2 separate regions of the Mus musculus genome follow, and region 1 is linked to region 2. Evidence: chromatin contacts called from public promoter capture Hi-C data. All regions are on one chromosome and are shown on one strand. Each heading gives the region's core, a stretch centred on a gene start, on an enhancer-like site or on the middle of the called end of the contact. The rest is flanking DNA. Distances are from core to core; before and after follow the strand shown.

Region 1 (6,746 bases), core at 4,238-6,737, 1.4 Mb before region 2:
GCTCATGCAATAGATGGACGATGGATTACAACCCCCAGCACTTCCTACCCGGACCACAATATCCAGTACACCCCGCGCACACTGCAGGCGAAATCGATGCGAGGCGTGCCGAGAACCTTAAACCTGCCTCAAGCCGACCAGACCCGGGAAAAGAGGAAAGACCACTACTCCCGGAAACGCCCCGCGCCGGCGGCGAGTTGCTCCCGCGCGGGGCCTGTCGGGAATTGTAGTTCTGGTACCCCCGTCCGCCATCGGTCCGCACCTCTGCGAGTGGTGAGCCAGGCGAAGGTGCCACAGCGCGCGGCCCAGGCGCTGTTGCTGCAGGAGGAGCTGGCCCGGGGGCTCCCCGGCGCCTCCGTTGGTCGGCGAGCGTAGACCCATGTTCTCGAAGTAGTGCGCCAAGAAGGCGATGGGCTCCTCGGGCCGGATCTCCAGCACCTTTAGGAGGGCTGCGCGCAGCATCTCCGTCACGCCGAGCTGCCGTAGGAAGTCCTCCTCGCTCTCAGCGGCCGCCGCCGCCTGAGACACCGACGTCCGGCCACTGTCCGGGAAATTGGCCGCTGGTGCTACTGCCGGCCGCCGTTTCTCCACTGCCGCCATCTTTGTTGGGGGCAGCGGGACCGGAAGCGCCGCCATAATTCACGGCGCGATGAGGCGCCTTCCCTCGACGACCATTTTTGTTAAGGGCAGAGGCAGCGGCCCCCCTCTCTGAGAATCTCGATAGTAACAAGCGCAAGCGACCTTTTCCCCCTGTGCCCCTGGCTTTCTCTGTGTGCGTTTTCCTGCTACTCCATGACTGCATCTTCTAGCTTCGGTCTGGAATTGTGAGCTTGCCAGACTTCAAAATGGTCCCCCAGGAAGGGCTTGGTTTCTGGCTTGAAGCGCGATACCTTGCCATCTTGGTAGTGGGCAAGTCTTCCTAAGCATGGTCTCCTAGCAACCAGGCACCCTGGGTACCAGATAAACCCCGCAAAGCTCACCAGGAATCTAGGGCTGAAAGCGGAGTTCAAACCGTTTTCTGCGTTTGCTCCCAGACTCGGCCTGGGCTCTCCCGGGTTTTTGGCCTCACTTAGTCTCCTTCCGAGCGTTAAGGTGCCTGAGCGGAGTTGTCACCAGATTCCTTCCTTTCCCAGACTGTTACCATTTCTGACCACCAGAGGGGGGTGCTCTCTTTGCAATTCTGAACTGCTGTGGCTTTCTAGTATCCTCGCATGTCCCTTTTCTGTGTTATCTTTGGCTCTTTATCTACTGACATACTTTTTATTCCCTTGTCTGGCATCCATACCGCTCTTCGTGTTTTCCCAGGTTACCCCCCAAGTACTTTTTCTAAGCCACTGGATATCTCCTTAGTTACTCTTGTTAAATGCAGGCATTTCCCAGCCTAGTATCCTGTTGCTCGACCTACCAAAGAAAACTGGGATGTGTGACTGTCTCCAGGGACTCTGGCTGTAGGGATAGGTGATGTACAAAGCCTTCCTATTCACAGTACGAAAGAATATGCCAGTGGCTAGATACGGGGCTTTTATTTAGCTCTGGGCCAGCAGGCAGAAAAGCCCAGAAGTCAGGAGAAACTTATAGATGTGCTGACCACCAAGGAAAGAGGCCACACTATCATCTTGATGCCCCAAATCCTGCAGCTGGTCACTCTCTGCCTCCTTTAGTCTGGCATAATGGAGCTTCATAGGTGTGTACATGAGCTAGTGTCTGGGCGAGGACCTGGCCGGTAGCATTTCCACAGGCGGTAGGCAAGGAAGACCAGTGCAAGCAGCCCCAGCACCAAGCTGCCAATCCATAGGACGACGGTGGAGGCTGAAAGAGTAGGAAGAGAAAGGCTGCCATCAGTCCCAGTGCCTGTGGGCTCCACAGAGGGAACATACATAGGCCCTTACAGTTTAAAAGTGGACTTAACTAGCCAGCCTCTACTTGGGTAGAAAACAGCCACCCAACCAGACATACTCAAAGACAGCATGGAAGAATGAATCTACTTAAAGGGAAGCTTTTGTTTCTAAATTACGGTCTCACTCTGTAGCTTAGGCTGACATTGACCCTTCTTCTTCTACAGCTCAAGTACTTAGATCATAGCTTGTGTGCCATCGTGCCCAGCTTAGTTCTGTTTTGTTTTGTTTTGTTTTGTTTTGTTTTGTTTTTTGTCTGTTTTGTTTTGATTTTTTGAGACAAGAGTCTTCTATGTAATCCTGGCTGTCTGTCCTGGAACTTGCTCTGTAGACCAGGATGTCCTTGAACTTAGAGATACACCTGCCTCTGAGATTAAAGGTATGTGTCACCACCACCACCTGGCTTAAGGTTTATTTTTTTAATGTTTATTTTGTGTGTGTGTGTGTGTGTGTGTATCTGTGTGTATGCCACAAATGCAGGTACACTTGGAAGTCAGAGGAGGATGTCAAGTCTCCAGGGTCCTGGAGTTACAAGTGGCTATGCGTTTCTTGTCTCTGCCTCCTGAGTGCTAGGATTAAAGACATGCGCAAACACACCTGGCGTCTTATTTGCATGTGCAGGAGTTATTTTAGTGTTGATGTACATATGTGTACCATGCACACATGGTGCTCTGGGAGGCCAAAAGTGTGGGTTACATTCCCTGAATCTGGAGTTACAGATGTTTGTGAGCTATCACATGGGAAGTGAACCCAGGTTCTCTGTAAGACCAGTAAGTACTCTTTAATTTCTGAGACATCTGTTGCTTCAGACTCAATTAACGTATTTAAAAAATCAACCATTAAGACATGTGTCATGGGCTGGTGAGATGGCTCAGCAGGTAAGAGCACTGACAGCTCTTCTGAAGGTCCTGAGTTCAAATCCCAGCAGCCACATGGTGGCTCACAACCACCCGTAATGAGATCTGATGCCCTCTTCTGGTGCGTCTGAAGACAGCTACAGTGTACTTATGTATAACAATAAATTTAAAAAAATGTGTCACAGTGGTGTGCACCTGTTATCTCAGCACTGAAGAGGTTGAGGCAAGATCACGGTCACTTTTAGCTATGATGCAAGTTTGAAGCCAGCCCCGGGTATGTGAAACTAAAGTTAAATAGCTATGAAGTCAGCCCCGGGCATCTGAAACCAATGTTAAATTTTTTTTTCACTTTTTGTTTCACTGGATCTTCCTGTCTCTGAAAGACTGCAAGGTGCCCCGAGTTCTAAGAGGTCTCCAGACAGGAAAGCATACTGAACATGGGGAAACTGAGGCTAGGCATGGTACAGACTCCTGCTAGTGTTTTAGTCCCATTTGTCCCTCCCTCCCAGGGCCCCAGACTCACAGGAATTCGGGGTCACCTGGCCAGGAACATACAGATTGGTCACCTGCCCGCCAGGGTCCTGGCGGCACTGGAACCAGCCCTCTACCATGGGACCTGGGGGCAGCACGCTTAGCCATGCCTGGGCCCCAGCCTCCCTCTTGTGGTAGGTTGCCAGGTCGCCAGGAGCCAAGGTCCAGCGCACAGTAACTCCGGGCCCACAGGATGCTTCACAGAGTAGCTCCCAGCCTGCCTCCAGGTCCTGGTGGATTTTCGGGCGGCAAGGTCCCTCAGAGCTCAGAGTCCTAGGGCTAAGCTTGGGGTATGGAGGGGCAGAAGGTAGGGTGGTGATGTTGAGCCCAGTGGAGACTGCCTCAGCAGTACTTGATGAGGTCAGGATGTAGGGCTCAGCAGAGGTCGTGTTGGGGGGCTTAGGTGAGGTCTGGCTCTGTAGTACTGCAAACAGAATGAATGTTCTTCCTGTAGCCTCAGTTTTCCTCATCTGCAACCCAGTATTGGTTCAGAATTCTTCCATCACCCTTCCCACATCACTTAAGAGGCACAAGGCATCATACTAGTTAGGATCAGCAGCTGATGACACAGACACAGAACAGGAAGTAGGTACTAGCTCTTATGCAAGTCTACCAGATCACTGTTTATTTTATTTATTTACTTTGGTTTTTCAAGACAGGGTTTCTTTGTATAGCCCTGACTGTCCTGGAATTCGCTCGGTAGACCAGGCTGGCCTCAAACTCAAGAAATCCACCTGGCTCTGTTTTCTGAGTGCTGGGATTAAAGGTGTGCACCGCCAACCACCCACCTAGGCAAAGCCAAGAATTTGTGAACAGAAAACGACGGAAATATCATGTTGGAGCTAGCATAGAGTAGGTCCTTATCTTTTGAGTTAATCTTTTCTGGCTGCCTTGTGACACAGGCATTGAACAGTTTTGTTGGGGATCTACAGGTGGGGACAACCAATCATGGGCCAAGCCCCAGAGCTGCTGGGCCTAGAGGCAGGCAGGACCCAGTGGTCTTACCTGGAATCTCCTTTCTATGGGTCAGCACCAGTTTGGGCAGCTGCATGGTGACCTGGCAGTGAAGGGCAGGAGGGGCAGGGGTCCCCAGGGAGGGTAACCGCCAGCGTTGTGTCATTCGGAACAGTGGTGTGCCCTCAGCCTCTTGTATCTCCTCTTCTTGCTCTGGTTCCAGGGCTTGGGCACCCTCCAGTCTCTGCTCTCCCAGTAGCAGGGCAAAGGAGAGACTGTTCGGGTCTGCAGGCCAGATGTTGTGGGCCGTGCAGGACACCACCTGGTCCTGTCCAGGTACAAGGAACTCCGGGGACACCACCAGCTGGTCTGGGAAGGCTGTGGATCGATAGCAGGCCCAGGGCTGAGCTTAGAGGTCAGGCCTGGGCCAGGCAGAGGGGAGTTTGGCGTGAGAGTGCAGCTATGGCCTCAGGTGGTTGGGACAGGAAGGGTGAGTATGTCAGCCTTGAAGGTCTACAGTGTGGGGGTGGCAGTGGAGTGTGGGGACTTGGTGGGTGGTGGCACTGGTATGGCGCAAGGTCCTGATTCCCCCGGGGCAGGTGGCACCTAGAAAGGCAGAGTGGGCCTCACCATACACAAGGATCTTCACGGAGTGCTGGAAGCTTCGACTCCCGCAGGAGCCCACACACACAGGAGTGCCTGTGTCTGACAGCATGCCCCGTACAGAGAGGATACTGCTGCCTGGGAGGGTCTGTACACTGCCCAAGCTGGTGTCCAGACCACGCCAGTGCACCCGGGCTACACCCTCGTCACAGGACATGCTGCAGGTGATCTGGAGGGATGTGCCCATGGCCACAGCTACCTCAGACTCAGGGGGGTTCACCTGGAAGGACTGTCCTGAGGAGTAAGAGCATTAAAGCTGTGATGGGACAACTGGGTCCCAGGTTCCAGCCCTGACCCTGGGTTGAGACCCCAGGGCTCTCGTCCTCTGGCCCAGGTTCCTGGGCCTTGATGAGAGACCAACCGGAGCCGCACATCCCTAGTCTCTCAAAGCCGTGGATTTTCACAGCACTCCCAAACTCTCCTCCCTTGTACCCATTCATCTCTCGAAGCCTGCTTCCCTACCCACAGCCCTGCTTACCTCTGCTGAGCTGGTAGGGTACTAGGGCCAGGGCCAGCAGGAGGGCCAGGATGGATTCCATGCCTGCCTCTGTCTTGTGACCGCCAGGGGAAGCGGCTTAAATAAGAGTGGGCCGGCAGCTTCCTACTGTCTGAGACCCTGCCTCTCCTCCCCCTTCTGCCGGCTCTGTGGGACTTTCCCAGGGGGCTTTCCCAGCCCGACCCCCACTTTGTAGGAGGCAGAGAATCAGAGGCTAGAGGTGAGGCAGGGACCCGGGAACACAGTCATTACAGATGGGGAGGGAAGGTCTGGGAAGGTTCCAGGCCCCGGTTCTATGTACGGGAAGGCTGAAGCTAAAAGCTGGAGGTGGGTCACCATGGTGGGTCAAGTGCATGGAAATCTGCCAGTCCTAGGTTGCCCCGCCCACCTCGCTGACTAGAGCTGTGCCTTCACTTCCACAGGTGGCCGCATGAGGGCGGCAGAGGGGCCTGGCCTGGTTCTGGATGGTGCGGGAGTTGTTCTGGGGCCTGAGTTCCATGTGATGTGTGTCTGGGATAAGTCACCAGTTGTCCCCTAAGTCTTTGTCCTTCCACTTGCAGGCCTGACAGAGCCTGGGGTCTGGGGCTGGCTCACTTTGACCTGAAACATTGGAGACTTAGGTTTGGTGCATCCTTGTGGGACCATGGACCTTGCCAGGAAACTTGGTAAGACTGAGCAGGGTCAGAGTCCCGGGCACCCAGGCACCCAGCTGAGATGGTAGGTGGCTCCCTGATCCCTACCAGATTCCTGTCCTGGAACACGTGTCACACTTCCCACATAGGAACCGTGACCTGTGGTCACAGTAGCCCAGAACAGTTCTGTATGCTAATGAAGTATTTAGAGGCCCTGAGGGATTAGCCAATAAACTTCCCTTCCTTCCGGGACATTCCTCCCTGGACATTTAGTCTCTAGTGCATCCTGAGGAGGTGGAATGCACTCATTTTCCACGATGTACAATCAATAAACAGTTTGGAACCAAGGACTGTCTCTTTCATCAAGAATGCAGTAGGGAGCACAGAGAAAGGCTTCGACTACAGAGCCACAGCCCGAGTCTCCTGCAGAAGCCCCTCTGCACTCCAAGAAAACTGCTGCTAAGCCAAGCACAATCCTCTATGAGCTTTCCGGGCTCACCGTCACCCTCAGCCAGAGGACCCCCAATTCTATTCCTAACTCCCCGAGACACAGTGCTGACTGGATGTACAGGAGTTTGGGAGCCCCCGTGGGGCCCACGGGCTCCTCATGCAGGCCCCGGGGACCCACGGCCCTCCATTTCTGACTCCTCTGTGTGGTTGGTTTTCCAGAGGTGACTGGATGCCCAGGAGTCAGGGCATCCTAGCTTTGGCCTCCCAA
Region 2 (6,475 bases), core at 3,944-6,443:
TTATGTATTGGAGGAAGCACATGCCACACTGTCCTGAGGAGACTTGTACCAAAGCTGCTTCTGCCTCTGCCAGCTCCTCTGTCTTCATGGCCATGTCTCCTTGTGCCAGCAGGAAGAGCAGTGCCTATAGTTCCTAACTGTAGAGGGCAGTGGGCAATGCCTCTCAGGGATGCAGTGAATATATCCCCAGGAACAAGCTGGTGACCAGTAATGTCATTTGCAGATGGTGAGCATTTGGGGTGCTCAGTACAGGGACCCCAAGGTGCAGAGGCAACCCTGTGTGGGGTTGGGGCAGAAGCTGGTCCCTGTGTGGACTCCTCACCCAGAGCCACCAGCAGGGTTTGGAGCTGAGACATACAGTTCAAGGCTAAGTACGTGGGTTTTATGTCCTCAAGTGCCATGTCGAATAGCTCTGGCTTTGTTGCTTTGAGTTAGGAAACTACCCCTGAGACACGGGGACAGAGTGGACAGTCCTCTGGAATGATTGAGAAGGACAGGAACCTGCTCCCAGTTACATAGGTTGTGATGCTCCCATGGCAAGATGCTCCCAGTTACATAGGTTGTAGTGCTCCCATGTCAAGGTGCTCCCTATTACATAGGTTGTGGTGCTCCTATGGCAAGGTGCTCCCAGTTACATAGGTTGTGGTGCTCCCATGGCAAGATGCTCCCTATTACATAGGTTGTGGTGCTCCTATGGCAAGGTGCTCCCAGTTACATAGGTTGTAGTGCTCCCATTGCAAGGCACACAACTTGCAGATGACAGAAATGCAGCTGTAGATTAGTTAGTGTAGGAAGCACAGAGCAAAGCAGGCTGCTTTCTATGGGTTATCATAAATGTCAGAGCTATTTTGTCTGAAAGAACTCCTTCTCCTCAAGGTTTCAAGCCGGTAGCACAATTATGGCGTCAGATGTTCCAGGAGGGGCAAGTTTCTGCCTGTCAGCCATACACAGTGTGCTGTCCCCCTGCTACAGCCAGGGAAAGGAGGGAAGCTGGAGATGGAACTGGGACTTTGCGCATGCCTCTTCCACAGAGCCGCCGTCCAGCCCTTGTCTTTCCTGCTGGATCTCTTCCTTACCACCCTGAGATGGCCTCTACAAGCTCATTGAGCTGTCTGCATCCATCCCTTCTGATGATGATCCTCGGTGTTTGTGTCTGCGTACACAGGCCCTGTGGTTGTGGGCACAGTTGGCCGACCTGTGCTGACACTGGGTGCATCTTCATCCTAGCAAATAGTGCCAGATGCAGGGGCCGGGCAGGTCCGTGCTCTTCGCGCAGAGCCCGCCCTCTACAGATACAGCCGGGGATGTCTTTTCTCTCCTTTGTGCCTGCCTTTAAAAATGTCTTGGGGTGACTACAAGCTGCCCAGACAGCACTTGGGGAGAACGTTTCCAAATATGTGCAGCACCCTGGAGACAGGGCCCCAGACTCCTGGGCTCATGCCATAGCCTGTTTACTCTTTGTTTGGTCTACATAGTAACTTCATTCCCCACGCGCCCCTATGTTGTTGGAAGGGCATTTTACCAGCTGGGTCCCTGAGATCCCCAGCTGCCTTGTTCCTGGATTCTCTGCCTTCACTGTCTGCAGCACTGGGCTGGCTACGGGTAGGACAGTGCTTTGCTTCTGCATATGCTTGCTTAATGTACAGATGGGGAGGGTAGACAGGGGTTGAGGAGCTGGACAGAAGTCACTTCCTACAGGTGTCTGTACAATGAACGGGCCCCTACAGAGCCAGGCTGAGAGTGAGACACAGAACCCTCCACCCTATGGTCACGTGATGGTCCTCCCCTCAGCACTAGCAAGCAGCAACTCTTGCTCCTTCCAAGGCAGAGCTGGAGGGATGGGTGTGGTGAGAACCCTGGAAGTGTGGGCGGGGCTGGTGAGCACTAGGCAGCTTCCTCCCGGAGAGGTTCCCATGCCTCACTGGCCTTCCGACTTGCAGCAAACTGGGTAAGCTGAGGAAATGGTGACCTGGGTTCCTTAACCTAGTAAGCAAAGCAAGCAAAGTAGCGGGCAGTGGCGCCTGGCTGCCTGGACAATGTGTTTCCCCAGCCCTCACACGCCCCAGAGCCATGGGGGTGCTGGGGCCAGCCCTGGGGAGTCCTGTGCTGGAGACTCTTGGGATGGAGAAGAGATGGGAGGCTAGAACCGCCATCTGGGACAGAGGCATGGGGATAGTGCTACCAGTCACAGTGGTTGCCACAGCGCCTTGCAACTCCACCACTTCTCCAGTCCGTCTGGAGGCTTTGGACCATGGCTGCTGCCCCCAGCAGTTCTGCCCTATGTCTGTGAGATGGACTTAGATTCCACCTATGAGAGTGAGGGATGTCTTCTGTGCCTGGCTTGTCTTAGCACAGTGCTCTCCTTTTCTATCCACTCTGATGCAGGTGTTAAGACTTGCTTTATTTGTTTGTTTGTTTATTGACTGATTTTTATGGCTGGGTAATATTCCGTTGTGTGCATGTGCTAATTTTGCTGCCTGTTCATCCACAGGTGGACAGTTAGGAGATCAGATATCTCTAGTTTCTTAACTTCATGCTTTGAACCACAACAGCTGTGCTGCTGTGCAAGGGTCTCCTCTCTCCAGTGCTTGTCCTGATGATGGCTACTGTAGGTTTTATTTGCACTGTGCCACTAACTACTGTTCCCAGTATCTCTTTGCCATTTATATGTTGTCTGTGGCTCCACCTCGACCTGAGCCCTCTGTTGGACACTGGTCTCTGTGTTAGTGACTGAGATGAAAGGCCTAAGCAAAGCAGCTGAAGGAAGCAAGGGTTTCCTCGGGCTCAGGGTTGGAAGGCAGGGCAAACGTGGTGTAGGAGTGTGGGGAGTTGGCTGGTCACAGTGTGTCCCAGGCCAGGAGCAGAGAGAGAGACGCTGGTGCTCAGCTCACTAGTTCCTGTTCCCTTAGTCTGGGACTCTAGCCGTGGGATGAACCCACCCACAGTTAGGATCAGCCTTTCTACCTTCATTAACCTAGTTTGTATAATCCCCAGAGGGCATGCCCAGAGGCTAACCTAATCTTTTTTTAATACTCCTCCTCCCACCTATGTCTGTTTGACTGTCTGTGTATCTGTCTTTCTGTCTCTGTGTGTCTGCCTCTGTCTGTGTGTCTGTGTCTGTCTGTCTCTGTGTGATTGTGTGTGTGTGTGTGTGTGTGTGTGTGTGTGTGAGAGAGAGAGAGAGAGAGAGAGAGAGAGAGAGAGAGACAGAGAGGAGAGAGAAGGGGGAGGAGAGAGAGAGCGAGAAGGTGCTTCGCTGTCCAGGGGGCAGCTTTCTCCTTCCTCCTTGTTTGGGCCAGGGTTCAGGCTGACTGACACACCTGGGAGTCTCCTGTCCCCACTTCCCATCTCCCAGAAGGGACACTGGGATTACAGCCTCAAGCCACCACATGGGCCTCATAAAACAAGCACTTTGCTCACTGATCCACCTCCCAGCTCTAACTTATCTTGTATAGCCTCTCCCTGACAAGCTTAGAGACTTGTCTTTTTGGTGATTCCATATCCTACCAGTCAATATTAACCATCACAGCTGCTGACCAAGCATTTGATTGACAGGGCCCTCGGAGTCTGCAGCCACCTCCTCATGCTGTTGCTGTGTCCTTCACTCTACAGAAGTCTCTCAGTTTGATGCAGTCTTTTTTCTGCCTTTGCTTTTCCCATGTGATCTGTTGAGTCTTGGTCTATTTCCTCCACAGAGAAGGTTTGGGCGCAGGGATGGTGTCCTTTGTCATCTTCAGCCTATGCTGGGTGCTGTTCTTTTAGCATCCTTCCCAGTGTCTTTACAATCCAGCCCTGAATAGAGAGAAGGGCGGGGCCAGGTCCCCATGGTCCCCGGGGTAACAGAGAAGCACAACCTCAGGAGGTGAGCTGGAGGGCCCACATGTGGAGCACCCTACCACAGGCCTGCAGTGGAGGCGGCACCCGCTGGGTGGGTGCTGGCACTGACTGTGGGGAGGGCCGACACCCATGCATGTTTAAACATGTCACTTTGGCTGCACCATGGGGCACACACAGGTCAGGGAGCTGAGAGTAGAAGAGGCCGTGTGCTGGCTCTCCACCAGAATAGATGAACATGCTAGAATACCACAGCCAAGCTTTGGCCACACATAGGAGTTCCCCACTGTGAGGGCCATCCAAAGGCAGGCCAGCCACATAGTAAGGGAGACTGAGACAGAGGACTGGGGGGCAGTGTCCTAGAATCCCTGCAAGTTCCCAGAGCAGCACATACCACCAAAAACAGCTTAGCAAGTCATGGCTGTACAGGCAGCAAAGAGGATACTGTGGACAGGAGATTGGCCTACTCCGTTCATTTATTTGTTTATTTATAACATGTATTTAGTTTTCGTAGCCATGGTGCAAATGTGGAGGTCAGAGGATGGCTCTGACCTTGCGGGTTTGGGGACTTGAACTCCTGTTGTCAGGCTTGGTGGCAAGTGCTGTAACCTGCCCACTGCTGGTCCTGCCCAATTGAAAAAGCTTTAGTCTTGTTGGGTGTGGTGGTGCACACATTTTAATCCCAGCACAGAGGCAGGCAGAGCTCTGTGAGTTGGAGGACAGCCTGGTCCACATGCTTAGTTCCAGGACAGCCAGGTCTATGTTTAAGGGGTTCCATTTCATCAGGTTCCTCAGAACCTGATGTAGAAATATGTTGCAAGAAATGCCTCCAGTGGAATCAGGGGCTTCATCAAAACCTTGTTGAAGTCTTGATATGAGCAGCATCTAACTTCTACCTCAAGGAAAATGGGCTGATCCTCAGCAGTCCGTGGGTTGCCTGGGTGACACCCCCAGTGCCTCCTCCAATGGTCATCTTCAAGCTTCTTTTGGGTTAAATGCTCTGCTCACATACTGTCTGCACTACCACTGTGTCCGCTTTAAGATGAGAGTGTTCCTCCCCCAAACCTAAGGACAGTGAGTGCTCCTTCCTCTATAGGAGGAGCTATCTATAGGTGACTCTCATCTTTTGAGAGTCAAGAGGCCCATTGGCCAGAACAGAAGAGTGCAGCTTCAGCTGGAAAAGTAGAATATGCCCTGGGGGCCACTGTATGGGCTCTCTTCGAGCTTAGTCATGGCTCTTGTTGCAGGCCTGGCCCCTTGTTGCTGACCTTTGCCCTGCTTTGGCCATCCCACAATAATGTGGACGTGGGAGTATCCTTCTGCACCCTGCCACTGGGGAATGGCTGGTTCTGGGAAGCCCTGTTGCACTCTGGGAATCTTATAAACTACTTTGAAGATCAGTTTTAGTAAATGTCTTAGACCAGTCCTGGTTTCCCAAGAGCTGGGCTTCCCTGCTCCATGGGTGATGCCACACTCAGGCAGGAAGCGTGAGGACAATGTTGCACATGCAGCCAGTCTCATCTGCCTTGATCTGGTGCAAGAGCACCCCTCCTGAGGCTGTTCAAACTTGCCAGGCTGGAGAAGGCATGAGGTCCTCCCCATGAGGGCCACCCTTGCTGCTGCCAGATGGGAAAGCCCGGCTCCACCTGCCCACCCCTACCCAGTGGTCAGGCTCCTGACACGACTGAGTGAACCATTCCTTCATGTCAGTGAGCCTGTCTCACCAAGGAGGGGTTCCTCAACACTGCTCTTGGGAAGGAAGTTCCTGAAGCAAGGAGAAGGAATCCTGAATTTTTAAATACTCTTTTTTTTTCTTCAGATATCAACTCCAGTTCTATAAATAAAATCATGAGGGCTGCAAGTAAGGGGAATGTACCCAGTATTAAACTTCCAGGTGGCTGATTGCTCTTATCATCATGTCTTTCCTGTTAACAACAGGGCTCTGGGTCCCCAAAAGAAAAGACACTAGTGAGAGCCTGGCCAAGCTGAGTCCACTATCCTCACATGGGTGGAGCTACTGAGGCTCATCTGTGTGAGGGATGGGCCCTTGTGTGATGGTCTGGCTCCAGGGTTGCTTTGCCTCACTAGCTCAGCATCTTTCAGTGCAGCATTTACACTCCTTCCTTCTGGATTCTGGAACCACAGAGCACGGGGCATTAAGCCTCTGAGGGTTCCATACAATGTGCCCAGGCTGTGGAATGACTCTTCTTACACTGCATCAGACTCAGGAACCCAAAGGACAGTGTCTTAGGCATGGAATTGGGGACTCTGGGACTTGGCCAGCCTCCTGTTTGAACCTAGAGTCTCTGGCCACTAGGTAAGGAACCTATGGTTCTCTTTGGTCCCAGTCCTGGGGCCATCCATGGACAGAGCCCAGTGACCTGCGTCATGTCATTATAGCTCCTAGAAAAGCTGCTTATTGGATTAGTGTATGTCCCACAGCAGATCTGCAGTGGTGCTCAGACAACAGGCTGCCCTGTGACCTGCTTCAGCGTGTCCTCTGTCACTAGGTAGTCTGGGAAGGCACTGCCCAGCATAATTCTCGGGATAGTCTACCTCCCTTTTTCCAGTAGTCTCAGTGCCTGCCTGATGTGGGCAATCAGGCCCAGTCACATCTGCTCTCCTTGAGCCTGCTCCCTAA

Evidence for each region. Promoter capture Hi-C pulls out the DNA fragments that hold promoters and counts their contacts.
Region 1: a promoter capture Hi-C map of liver shows a contact between it and region 2, with 2.2 times the contacts expected there. The contact joins the promoter of Madcam1 here to the enhancer-like site in region 2. A contact is called at or near these places in 4 of 39 promoter capture datasets (hematopoietic stem and progenitor cells, hippocampal neurons, liver and 1 more) and 2 of 115 datasets of contacts at active chromatin or transcription factors (large pre-B cells and stem cell-derived neural progenitor cells).

The regions. Positions count from the first base shown.
Region 1 is chr10:79,663,300-79,670,045 of GRCm38.p6, reverse strand. Madcam1 (mucosal vascular addressin cell adhesion molecule 1) reads right to left here and starts at 5,487. Exons shown (of 5, transcript NM_013591.3): 1 at 5,379-5,487; 2 at 4,868-5,134; 3 at 4,289-4,615; 4 at 3,276-3,707; 5 at 1,504-1,809. The coding sequence starts at 5,439. The coding sequence ends at 1,679. Tpgs1 (tubulin polyglutamylase complex subunit 1) reads right to left here and starts at 607. Exons shown (of 2, transcript NM_148934.3): 1 at 263-607. The coding sequence starts at 600.
Region 2 is chr10:78,307,434-78,313,908 of GRCm38.p6, reverse strand. All of the region lies in intron 2 of Agpat3 (1-acylglycerol-3-phosphate O-acyltransferase 3), which reads left to right. Among named protein-coding and RNA genes, the nearest start is that of Mir7659, 30 kb to the left of the region's middle. Within about 2 kb of position 5,193, at least 26 of the 459 cell types and tissues checked have an H3K27ac peak or open chromatin away from gene starts, as enhancers often do. A contact at or near this core is called in liver, where this site is marked.